Regions from separate parts of the Mus musculus genome. Here region 1 is linked to region 2. Evidence: chromatin contacts called from public HiChIP or PLAC-seq data. All regions are on one chromosome and are shown on one strand. The core of a region is the stretch at or near the end of the contact, and the rest is flanking DNA. Distances in the headings are between cores, read along the strand shown.

Region 1 (5,939 bases), core at 54-2,553, 42 kb before region 2:
CAAGCAGTACACAAAGGGAATCCTTACCATATAAGTTTTTGTGATGTCTTTGTTTTCGAATAAATGAACCTATTACACACACACACCTATACACACATAAAAAACCACATAGAATAAAACTATAAAGAAAAAAGGAAATGTTTTTCCTTACTAAACACTACTATCAGTAAAATTTCATCTGTGTATACCTGAAAATATTTAAATGAAAAGAAGCAAATCTGCTTTTGAATGTATGCAAAAGTATCACAAAAGATAGCAACCTCTTGTGGGAAGACGCAAAAGCAAAGCAATGAAACACTCTGTTAGAGTCTACCCAAAGACTGCATCCAAAGAACAAGCCTCTCTCGCCCAGAACAGGCTTCTGCCTGCTCCTGTAAACAGAAGAGAAGGGAGAAACAGATGCAGAGAAACAGACCTGAGGTAGCTCCCTGCTGAGACAAGTAGCAAGGGCAGATGCTGACTATCTAAATGGGCCACTCGAGACACATCTTAAAATTGACTTCAAGATATAAGGACATCAGCCAGTTGGGTGGTCCAGAGACTTCCAGACCCCACTGGCAGAGGACACAGGTGTGGCCTGGTATGTGCTGCCCCAGACTGGCCACAGGAACACTGAGGACCACTTACTTTTTGCTGGCCTCCCAGACATCGGTAATGTTGGAGAAAAGGTGATGCCTCTCGGTCTTAGTCATTGTATCAGTCAGTTCCTTAGAGTTTTTAAACATCCGTATCAAGATCTCCAAGCTGAGTAAATAAGAATGCTCTGATGATATGACTTCAAAAATTGCCTGGGAAAGAAAAAAATAAATTATGTCAATAATCATTTCAACTGAAGAACTAAACACAGGCTCCACTGTTGTCTACAGGAATGGCATGGGAACTTCATGACCAAACTACCGTCTTCAGAGAAGGCATGTGTACCCAAACTGAGGACTGTAACCATCTGCACATAAGGAGAAGTGGAAGAGTCAGGATGACTTTCTACCAGGTCCTGAGGTCATGCCTTTGCCACAGGGTACAATCTATGGAAGGAAATAGGGCATGTCATAAAATCTCACTGTGACACTAATTAACCTTTGGGGTCATCTCCTCCAGCCCTGCCTTTAAAGTGCACTGCTTCAGGGAGAATGAGAATTTACGATCATCTACTCACAACTGTCCCCTCGCTCCCCTCTCCTGCTCCATCTCTCTGTGTGTCTTAATATGACTAATTTGCAGTCGACAGCAGCAAATACTGTGTGGCATGCCTGCACCTACCCCGAGAAGGTTCTCAGCAGCCACAGGAATTCCTTTATATAACTCATACAACTGAAAGCAATTTCATCTGTTCAACAAACCACCCTTCTACCCTCCCCAGTGTCTCGAGGGGGAGCAAGGCACCCTCGGCAGAGACTCTTGGTGACAGACACAGGTTTCTGATAACTATGGATGATGAAATGCCAGGCTACATCTAGAGACACCAACGCCCTGTATAAAGAATTCATCTACCACTTCAACAAAGTCAGACTTAGATTCTTTACTAAGGGGAATGCTTGAGGAATTTCTCCGTATGTGGGGTGGAGTGTTATGTGTAAACATTCTTCCAAGCCGGGTACCTTGACCTCTAGGTCTTGTTTCCTTCAAGCCCCTGCCCCAAGAGCACAGAGGAAAGCAGCTAGGTGGGAGGAGGACAGACACAGGCAGGTGGATTCCCAGCTGCTGCACAACGGAATGTATCTCCTACATCAAGTTAGCAGAGCTAATGTCAACATTTGCTGCCCTTTTTAATATCTGTAAGGTTTTGGAGGCCTTGACCTTAAAATGCTGGTCTAACCTCAGCTAAGGGAATAATGGACATAACTACTTAAAAGTTTTATTTTAAAATTTGCATTTTTAAAATTTTTTTCTTTTTCTTTTTTTAGAAAATTATTTTTTAAAAACGATTTAAAATTTTTCATTTTAAAGAGTAGGAGCACTAAGAGTTAGCTTGGACCTTGTATAAGATTATACAATCAACAAAACTGTCCCTAAGAAATAAAAAGTAAATAAATAAATAAATACACAGAAAAAGAAAAAGAAACTAAAGAAAATTCTCCATTCCTGAACAAAACTAATGGTAATAGATGCTTAATGTATTTGGGGCTTTGGAATGACTTCAAATATTTTCAACACTCACACCCAAAATACAAAGACAGACAAAAGATGTATTGAACGCCACAGCAGAGATCACACGCAAAGGCAAGTGCTCACTCCTCTGTGGGAGAGTTTATGGTGACAATGGTTGACTGTGTAACTGAAGAGGCACTGACTACGGCAGAGCAAGCAAGGGTTAGCCTGACGAAGAGACAGGAGGTACGAGTGTGAGACTGAAGCATCCCATCAGACACTTAGAATTCAACAGAAACAGACAAAATTCAAACGCATAAGATTTAAAAGTTGGATTTTTTTATTTTCATTAGACTTCAAACTTTGGAGAAATTCTTGAATATATAAGGAAAGAGAAGTATCATTTATTCCCCAATATTAAAAAAAAAAAAGTCCTCCTCTCTGCAATTGCTTAGTGAATCTAAGTAATCCGAAGAGATGGACGCCATACAGAGACTTAAAGAATGACCTCCATAGGCAAGGGGGTGGTTGGGCGTGCCTTTAATCTCAGCACTTGGGAAGCAAAGGCAATGGATTTCTGTTAGTTCAGGGCCACCTAATCTACAAAGTGAATTCTAGGACAGCCAGAGCTACACAGAGAAAATCTGTGTCAAACAAAAAACAAAAACAATACCAAAAAAAAAACCCAAAAATGATCTTCACAGAAAAACCCCCAAATATACTGAGTGTGAAAAATAAGTAGTACAACGTTTAGTGTATATATATGCATATGGAACTCATGATTTTAAAATGGAGATTGAAGAACACACAGCAACATGCAATTCAACTTCTCTCTGTGGAATAAAGAAATTGAGTTAAGGAAAAACCCAAGCTTTCTATCATGTTTTATTATCTTTGAAAACTGTGGGGAAAAATGAGATGTTCTGCATCTGTTAATTTCACCTCTGGGTCCCCTCAAATGCTATGCTATATTCTTCAACCTTTTTCAACTTAAGAATGTTGTTATTATGCACCCATATTGCTCCTTTGTTCCATGCCACTTGAATAAGACAAGGAGACTGGTGTGTCTGTGCCAAATTAATTTACTCGTATGTCAAAGCATGTGCATGGACACATACTAAGATGCATATCGTGAGGTAACGTGACATGTTCAGACTATTAGAAGAACAAGCAAAGCCAGGCAGTGGCAGTGCATTTGTGTGATCTTAGCACTGCGGAGGCAAAAACAGAGGATGGATGTCTGTGAGTTTGATGCTAGCCTGGTCTACATAGCGAGTTTTAGGAAAGACAGGGCTCCACAGTAAGACCGTGTCTCAAAAACAAGCAAAGCAAGAAAAGCAAAAATATTAAGCTGTACTGATTTAATTTCCAAGTTATAAAGTCCTATTGCCCTGCCTTTTTTTTTTTTTTTTTTTATCTTTTTAAGTGAACTTCATTTGGGGAATACTTCTTAATTTACAGAAAGTTTGCAAAGATATTCCATAAACCCATATCCTTTTCCAAGTTTTCTCCAAGCAGTGTTGACAGCATGATCAGGGTGTGTTGTGTAGAGACTAAAACAAGCACTGGATTCTTATTTTGGCTTTTTCAGCCCCAGGATCTAAAGTCTGTATTTCAACATATTTCTTCGATGCCCTTTGTCCTTTCAATGTAAATGCTGTAGAGACATTTATAATTTTTTTCTGTTCAAGGGGGTCTAAGACATGTGAAGCTTCATTCAAAGATAAAACTTGCTATGTTCATGGAAAGAGAACAGTATATTTTCAAACCTTGGACATATAGTAGGAGAAGACCGAAATATATGTGTGTGTGTGTGTGTGTGTGTGTGTGTGTGTGTGTGTGTGTGTGTGTGTTTGCAGTCCTACAGTCCTACAGTCCTACTGACATACCTCTTGTCTCTTCCTTTCCTCCTGGCTCACTGTCTGAGACAGCCCATTTCTTTTCACCTAGAAGAAAAGACAAAGCAGAGTTTACCTCACTGAACTTAACTGCTTGCTTTCTACATAAAGCATGCTTTTTAAAAATGAATTAAAGGAAACCATGCAAGATGTAGAATTAGCATAGTTCAATGCAAAAAAAAAAAAAAGAAAGAAAAGAAAAAAAGAAAAGAACACAGTGGCACCTGTTCAAATTTTTGTTTTAGTCTTTAGTTCTGGCTAGTTCCATAATATCAAATTACATCCAAGTCATAAAGGAGAAATCAGAAATCAAATAAAAGGATTGACGGCTCTGAGAGCTAACTGTCCAAGTTTACACAAAGAAGTCATCTTATCAATTAACCACAAGGCTGTCAGGGTTCTTCAGAGAGCTCTTCCCACCATCTTGTCAGGCAACTGTGGTCTCAGCAGACTTAACTGGCAAGCAAGGACATCAATCTGATTGTGCGTTTGGAAGCCGCAGTGTCTCTGAGACACGAAAGTACCATCCACGTACTTGCCATAAAGCTGTGGTGTCATTGTGGAGTGGCTGAAATGCTCATCTCCACTACACACCTATCTGACTGATAGAACTCCCATCAATATCCAGTTTCTAAATCCAAGAACGAAGGTGGCCAACAACTCCAAGAAGCAGGGCCCTGCTTTTCTTCTGGCACACTTAACACTTCCTTGTCTTCCAGCCAAAGGTTCACATAGCAGAAGGCTGTCATGAAGACAGCCACACCCTGAGGATTACAGAGCTGTTCCTTTCAGGTGAGATATCTATAGCAATGAAACAGGACCCTAAAACCTTAAGAACTGTTTCTCATGCCTCTTTATTAAACTGATACCTAACCTTTCTCATCATAAACTTAAAAACCTAAAAGAACATGTCTGATAACTATTACAACCTCAGGTTTTTAAAATTCACCCAAAGTAACATAAAATTGTAATTATTTGATATCCATTATCATCCGTGTAAAACAAACCAATTTCCTTAGCAGTTGGACAGTTCATATTGTTCTCTTCTCTTCTTGAAATCATATTTTTATGACAATTCCCCACAAAAATTTCATAGTGTAATATAAAAATTTGTGTTCGGCTATCCTATTCATCACCATTAGAGTACTTTGAAACCAGAGACATTTTTCAAGTTTACTTTTCTAAAATTCCCTATAATCACTGAGCTCCAAGTATAAAAAAAAAAAATCGTCCTGAAACAGATAATCACCACAGATGCCATTAGCAACCTAGGATTAAGGCAGCACAATTACTAACATTTTGTGAGGTTGTTTGGTTGTTTTAGGGTTTTTTGTTTGTTTTTTTGGTTGGTTGGTTGGTTGATTTTTTTGTTTGTTTGTTTGTTTGTAGGCTCTCACTATGTAGTTCTGATTGTCCTGGTACTTACTATAAAAGGGTCAAATTCATAGAGATCCACCTGCCTCTGCCTCCCAAGCGCTGGGATTAAAGGTCTGGGCCACTATGCCTGACAATTACTAAGATTAAAAAGTATTTTTTTTTTAATAAAGACAGCTCCCACTAAGAATCAGATTCATGACGTCTTTAGTCAAGAAGATTCCATTCTTGTTATTTTGCCCATTAAAACCAATATTTCAAACTCACTCTTGTCATTTTGTCATCCGGGCCTTCTTAGGGTCCTAGTTTTTCAACTCAGGACAAGATGCCATGGAAAGATTTGAGATGGGTAAGAGAAATGTCTTTATGTACCAAACGGGCAAGAAGCAGATGTGAAAGGGCAGATGGGAAAGAAGCCTTGTCTCCTTTTAGAAGACTAGTCAGAAGTTGGGGGTCTAGAAGATGGAACCTTAGAAGTATCCCCGGCCATCATTGCAAGATCTTCCCGAGGTCCTAGGGGAGTGGCACATACCCTATCGTGAAGGGCACATACCCTATCCCAAGGTCCTAGGGGAGTGGCAC
Region 2 (5,637 bases), core at 1,476-3,975:
TGGGCATCCTTGTTTTTTTTTTCATCCCAAGTATCCTTGTTACTGCAGTTAGGTTTCAACTTATAATTGATGTACCATATTGAAGCTGCAATAAAAGTCTGGAAAATTAAATGCTTACCTTCCCCATCAAATGTTCCTTGTCCTTTCAGTATTTTTTTCTAAGAGAAAAACAAAATGGAGAGAAAATGTGTGTGAATAAGCCAAGTAAGTACAGCTATTTTAAGTCAAAAGCCCCTTTCTGCTATTTCCCTCAGACTTCCAAAAGCACATGGCCAAGAATCCCCATGGCAGTTAACCACAACAATAAAATAAAGTGTAGAGTGTCCCCGTTAAACTAGAGAAAGAATCCTCAAATGACCAGTGGTCCCACTCATTTCACTGTGATTCACTCTCCTGGTGACTGACTCTCCCTGACAGCTGGGGGGAGGGGCACATAAAAGTGTTATGTAATGTCTTTCCTTTAAGACTGTATGTCTAAAATAAAACAGGCTTGCTTGTGTATTGCATGTGTGACATTTCTATAGACTGATTCCAGTCGTCTGATTAATCAAGGAAAAAAAAGTGGGGGGGAATGTGACTGCTCTATTGCTTAGATCTACTCCAAAACATTCCACTCTGATTGTCCCTTTTCCTTTAGATCAACGGTAGAAAACAAGAATATTGAGTAAGGACAACTGCTAGGCCCATATCAGGGCACAATACCTCACACCCTCACACAAGTTCTAAGCTATTAGTTTGTCAAAAACATTCATTGATTAATAATAATAAAACACAAACATGGGACATGGTGACTCAAATAAATAGAAAGCAATGCACTGTTCCATGATTTGGGTAGATGAATTAAATTCATGTGCCATGAGCATTCAATTCTTTCCCAACACGTTCACACTGGATTTAATGAATGGCATGTGAGCCTGCCCAGTCCTACCTTTATCCTTCCCAGGCTAGAGAACTTCTCCTTGTCTTCCATTACGGCCTTCAGGACAGGCTGGGACATTCTGTTCTTCTTCTTTGAGCTGGTGGGACTGTCAAAATCAAAGCCGCTGACCACTGCCCTTCTGTAAGACGTGGACCTCAAGCCTCGCCGAAGGGAGCCGGGACTGTCCATGTCGTTGTCGACTTCGCCTTCCTCCCCTTCGTGGCCCAAGGGTGCTCCCAGTCCCTCCACCATGCTGCGCACCTTGAGAAGCCTCCTATGGGACTCCACGTTCTGACTATTGGATTTACTCAGTTTAATTTCAGAGGCAAGGCTTTTTGGGATAATCTGCTGCTTTCCCATCTTGAGGGCCGCCGGGCTGTTGGTACTCAAAACCACGGAAGGGTTTGGGAGCTCATTCCCTTGGGAGGGCAGCCTTTGGAGTGGCAGTTTTTGTTCTGAAGACTTGTGTGGGAGAGCAGGAGAGAGTCTCGAGGGGGCCAGCTCCAAGTCCCCAGCTGGCTGACCAGTTTGTGATACTGGGCCAGATGAGTCGGTTTTATGGGCAAGGCCATTGGCAATGGGCGAAGATACCTTACTGGCAGTCACCCCGGTGCAGTCCTCATCGGTGGCGCAAGAGGCCGGGGTGTCCGGAGTCCGGGAGGCGCGCGACAACAGCGCCGCGGGCGAGGCCACGGTGCCATTAGAAGTGGACTTCGGGGAGCCGCCCGACGCCGCGTAAGAAACCAGGGGTGACTTGGGCCGTCGGAGTCGAGGAGAAGCAGCTCTGTAGTCCGGGGACACCGTGCGACCATTGGTCACCGGCCTCCGATGCGCGCTCAGAAGCTGGGGGCTCCTGGACACCGTCCTGTCGTCCGGGTCGGCGGGTACGCGGACCGGAGTCTGCGGCGTGGGAAGGGCAGCCAGCTCCTCCACAGGGAAGTCGGTGATCAGCAGCCCGCTGGGGCTCTGGTACGACTGTGGCCGCGGCTTGCTCCGGCTGAGCAACTGGAGCGGAGGGGTGGACCGTCTCCGCCACAAAGGGGTGACGCCGTTGCTGGAAAAATCCACCTCGCTTTCGCCGTCCATAGCGGGGCCTTTGAGCCAGCCCCGAGAGGAGGAAAGCTGCTCAGGTTGCCTAAGAGAAAGGAACTTTGCCTCCGGACAACTAGTCTTGTCTGGGAGCCTAACCGGGTTCCAGCCCGGCGGTCACACGGGTGTCGCGCGGGACTCGGCAGCGCCGCACTTACCCGCCCTTTCTCGGGCACAGCGTCTCCCGCCAAGCTTCCCGACCGAGGACTGAGATCCGAGCCGCAGTTGATCAGATGAATCCCGTCTCCTCTGCGTCCTTCCCGCCCCCCAAGCCCGCCGGCACCTAGAGAGCTCGCCGCCACCGCAGGACCCTTGGAAAGAGTTCAGCTGGCTGGGACAGCTCGCCGTGGGACGCTCCCCCGCGTCTCCATCTAGCCGCCCGCCCCGCGCCAGTCCACCCGGTCCCCGGTATGCGGTCTCCAGCGCGCTCACCCTTCCGGGGCACAGACCAAGGAGTACTCCCTGTCCCCGAGGGTGGCCTGGGTCCTTACTAAAGCGCGGAGACAACCGCTCAGCCTGGGACAGCAGAGGCCCGCGGCGCCGGCCCCGCCCCCGCGCTACGCCCCGCCCCAGCACGCCGGGGAAGCTCGCACCGAGGCGCCCAGGAGTTCCCGCCCCTGCCTTCCCGGAGTGCGCTCAGTGATTGTAAACGGGACGCGCACACCTGAGCTGCCTGTCCAGACCCTGAGTGCAAGAATGCAGGAGCGCGGGCGGCCGCCCTACGGGCCAGCTGGAGGGCGCGGTCGCAGATCTGAACACTGCGTGGGAATGGTCGTGAGAGCAGAGAAAGGGCTTCTTGATCATCCCTAGACCTGGAGGGGAAGGTTGGAAGGGTGAAACACTTCGGAGCTTGGTGCTGCTGCGACACTTCACTGGGCCACTTGTGGGCGTCAAACTGAACCTCACTCCGGGCTCTCACTCATCTGCTTGCAATAATGTGTGGACTACAGACAGATTTGCTTGTATGCACTCAGAGGAGACTGAGAGGCCAGGTGGACTATGACTCTACATGTCCTAATGTCCTAATCTTTGTGCCCTGTATGTTTGAAAGTCACACAGTAAAAGTAAACAAAATACAAAATATTTATTAGTGTGTAGTTGTGTACAATATAAATTGAAAATCTGTATGTAGAATAAAATATCGAACAAGAAGTAAATTCCAAATCCTTATTAGAGATTAAGAGGCTGGGCCTACCCCTTCAATCTAGTCTTTTTTCACTAGCTTTATCTAGTCAAGCCAAGTCCACAGTCTTAGAGCCTTCAAGTTTATTTCTTGGCCTTCTGGTTTGTCACTTCATTGGAATTACCCCCGATTTCCCCAACCACCTGATCTCTTTCTTTTTCACATTAACCGAAATTTGTAAATCTGAATGCTTAGTTATATGTCTGTGTATTAGTGCTTAATCTATTCTGCCTTTGCATTGTAGTTTTGAAGAGGGCAGGGGTTATATTTGTGACTCATGCACACAGTAAGTGATAAATATCTGTGGAGTTTGGAAGTAGATGAATAAGAGAAATGAACTGGGCCAGTGATATCTTTTAGATGTTGGTTGCCAAGTTGGCTATGTCTTGGTGAAATTCCAGGTATGTACGACCTGAGAAGACATGATTTTGGTTGATGAGATCTGTAGAATTGGTTGTTAGCAAGACACAGGGCAGGCTCCAAGTGTTCAAAGTTCATGTGAGTGCCCACTGTTTAAAGCCATGCTTCTTTCTGCTTTGGGTGGCAAAAGGAAGGGTGGTTCTTTATGTTTTTCTATAATTACCAAAGTGACACAGTGAAGGTCTTTGATCTCAGAAACTTTTTTGAACTCGAACAAATGGAATCAAAATGTATATCGAAATCATTTTTGAGAAGATTTACTAACAATTTCATACGGAAATAAGTGGATTCTATGTTCATCTATGGAGCCTTGCTGTAGGGGATTTTCATATCAATAATATTAGTTTTATATAATAAATTTAACTTCAGAAAGTTGTGGAGATTTATAAGTGGCAGGTTTAACGTGGATCAGAGTGCAGTCTGTGATCAAAGTTTAAAGACTTCGAGAATGGCCTGAGAAGTTAATGTCCCTGTAGGTCACATGGGTTCTTGAGCTGTGGTGACTTGTGATGAAGAAGTCACAGTCTGCTCACCTCCGTCCTGAGCAACAGCCTACTCCCCAAACAGCATCGAAACAACAAACTAAGGAAAATTGGCAAGCACACAGACTGTGTATTTTAGCCTCCATTTAATCTATTATATATTTTCAAATCTAAGGCGTAGTCAGTTGGTTGCTGTGCTGGCTAGTCTTATATCATCTTTAATATACAACCTAGAGTTATCTGAATGGAGAGAACCTTAATTGAGAAAAGGCCTCTGTAAGGTCCAGCAGAAAGGCATTTTCTTCATGATTGATGGGGGAAGGCCCAGCCCATTGTGGGCAATGCCATCCTGGAACTGGTGGTTCTGGGAAGCAGCACCCCTCCGCAGCCTCTGCATCTGCATCAGCTCCTGACTCCAGGACACTGCCCTGTTTGAGTTGTTGTCCTGGCTTCCCTTGGTGATGAACAGTGACATGGAAGTATAAGCCAAATAAACCTTTTCCTCCCCAACTAGCTTTTTTGGCATAGGATTTTGTCACAGTAATAGAAACCGTAACTACAATATATGAATTGCAAAGCTAGTTAATTAAAATATGACACAATGCAGCATCATAAGGAATTCTTTATACTTACTGAAAAGATATTTTTTAGATTAGCTTAGTCAAAATTTTTTCTTTTGTGCACATATACAAAGTGTAAAATATAAGCAGAGTGAATTGGTTGAGGTTTATACTATTGCTTTAGAATACTTTTGTTTTCACACAGCTACTAATATGCATGGTTTTCCCCTAAAAAAGAGCACCAATAGTACAATATTTCTCCTTTTTTTTTTTTTTACATTTTCTAGTTCAGTGGATTTATTTAACACAAATCTAAAATTTTACTATATTTTAGCTATACAGAATAGCCCATTTAATTCTATTTTGTAGAATTTATTTAAGTTATTTATTTCTTTTAATTTTATTTTGTTTATTTTCATTCCAGTCATTGCCACTCCCCCCACCTCTACCCCCACCCTCCCATCCCACCCCGCCTGCCCCAGTCTCTCCTCCTACAATTCCTGATCCCATTCCTCCTCCCCCTTGCCTCCAAGAGGGTGCTCCTCAGCCACCAGGCCTCCTGCTTCCCTGGGGCAAGTCTCTGGAGAATTAAGCATGTTTTCTCCCACAGAGGCCAGACCAGGCAGACCTATGCTGTCTCAATATGTGCCAGGGGCCTAGGACCAGCCCATGCAAGCTCTTGGTTGGTGGCTCAGTCTCCAGGAGCTCCCTGGGATCCTGGTTAGTTGAGACTGAGACTGCTGGTCTTCCTATGGGGTCTCCCTCCCCTTCAGCTTCTCCAATCCTTCCCCTAATTCAACCACAGGAGTCTCCAACTTCAGTCCAATGGTTGGGTATAAGTATCTGTGTCTGTCTCAGCTGCTGGTAGGGTTTCTCAGAGGTCATCCATCCAGTCTCCCATCTGCAAGCATATCAGAGTATCAGTAATAGTGTCAGACCTTGGTGAGTGCCTGGTGTGGGTGTGGTGGCACACACCTTTAATCC

What was found. HiChIP or PLAC-seq counts read pairs in DNA pulled down with a chosen protein or histone mark.
Region 1: a contact with region 2 is called in an H3K4me3 HiChIP or PLAC-seq map of neural tube, with 2.9 times the contacts expected there. The contact joins the enhancer-like site here to the promoter of Arhgef26 in region 2. A contact is called at or near these places in 5 of 484 Hi-C or Micro-C datasets (the C2C12 cell line, embryonic stem cells, epidermal suprabasal cells and 2 more), 4 of 115 datasets of contacts at active chromatin or transcription factors (embryonic stem cells, neural tube and stem cell-derived neural progenitor cells) and 3 of 9 other capture datasets (adipose tissue, liver and pancreatic islet).

What each region holds. Positions count from the first base shown.
Region 1 is chr3:62,375,680-62,381,618 of GRCm38.p6, reverse strand. It overlaps Arhgef26 (Rho guanine nucleotide exchange factor (GEF) 26), which reads right to left. Exons shown (of 14, transcript NM_001081295.1): 4 at 3,975-4,031; 5 at 628-788. Among named protein-coding and RNA genes, the nearest start is that of Gm33923, 30 kb to the right of the region's middle. Within about 2 kb of position 1,303, at least 10 of the 459 cell types and tissues checked have an H3K27ac peak or open chromatin away from gene starts, as enhancers often do. A contact at or near this core is called in neural tube, where this site is marked.
Region 2 is chr3:62,335,865-62,341,501 of GRCm38.p6, reverse strand. Arhgef26 (Rho guanine nucleotide exchange factor (GEF) 26) reads right to left here and starts at 2,725. Exons shown (of 14, transcript NM_001081295.1): 1 at 929-2,725; 2 at 119-158. The coding sequence starts at 2,005. It overlaps Gm33923 (a long non-coding RNA gene), which reads left to right. Exons shown (of 3, transcript XR_375701.3): 3 at 1-484.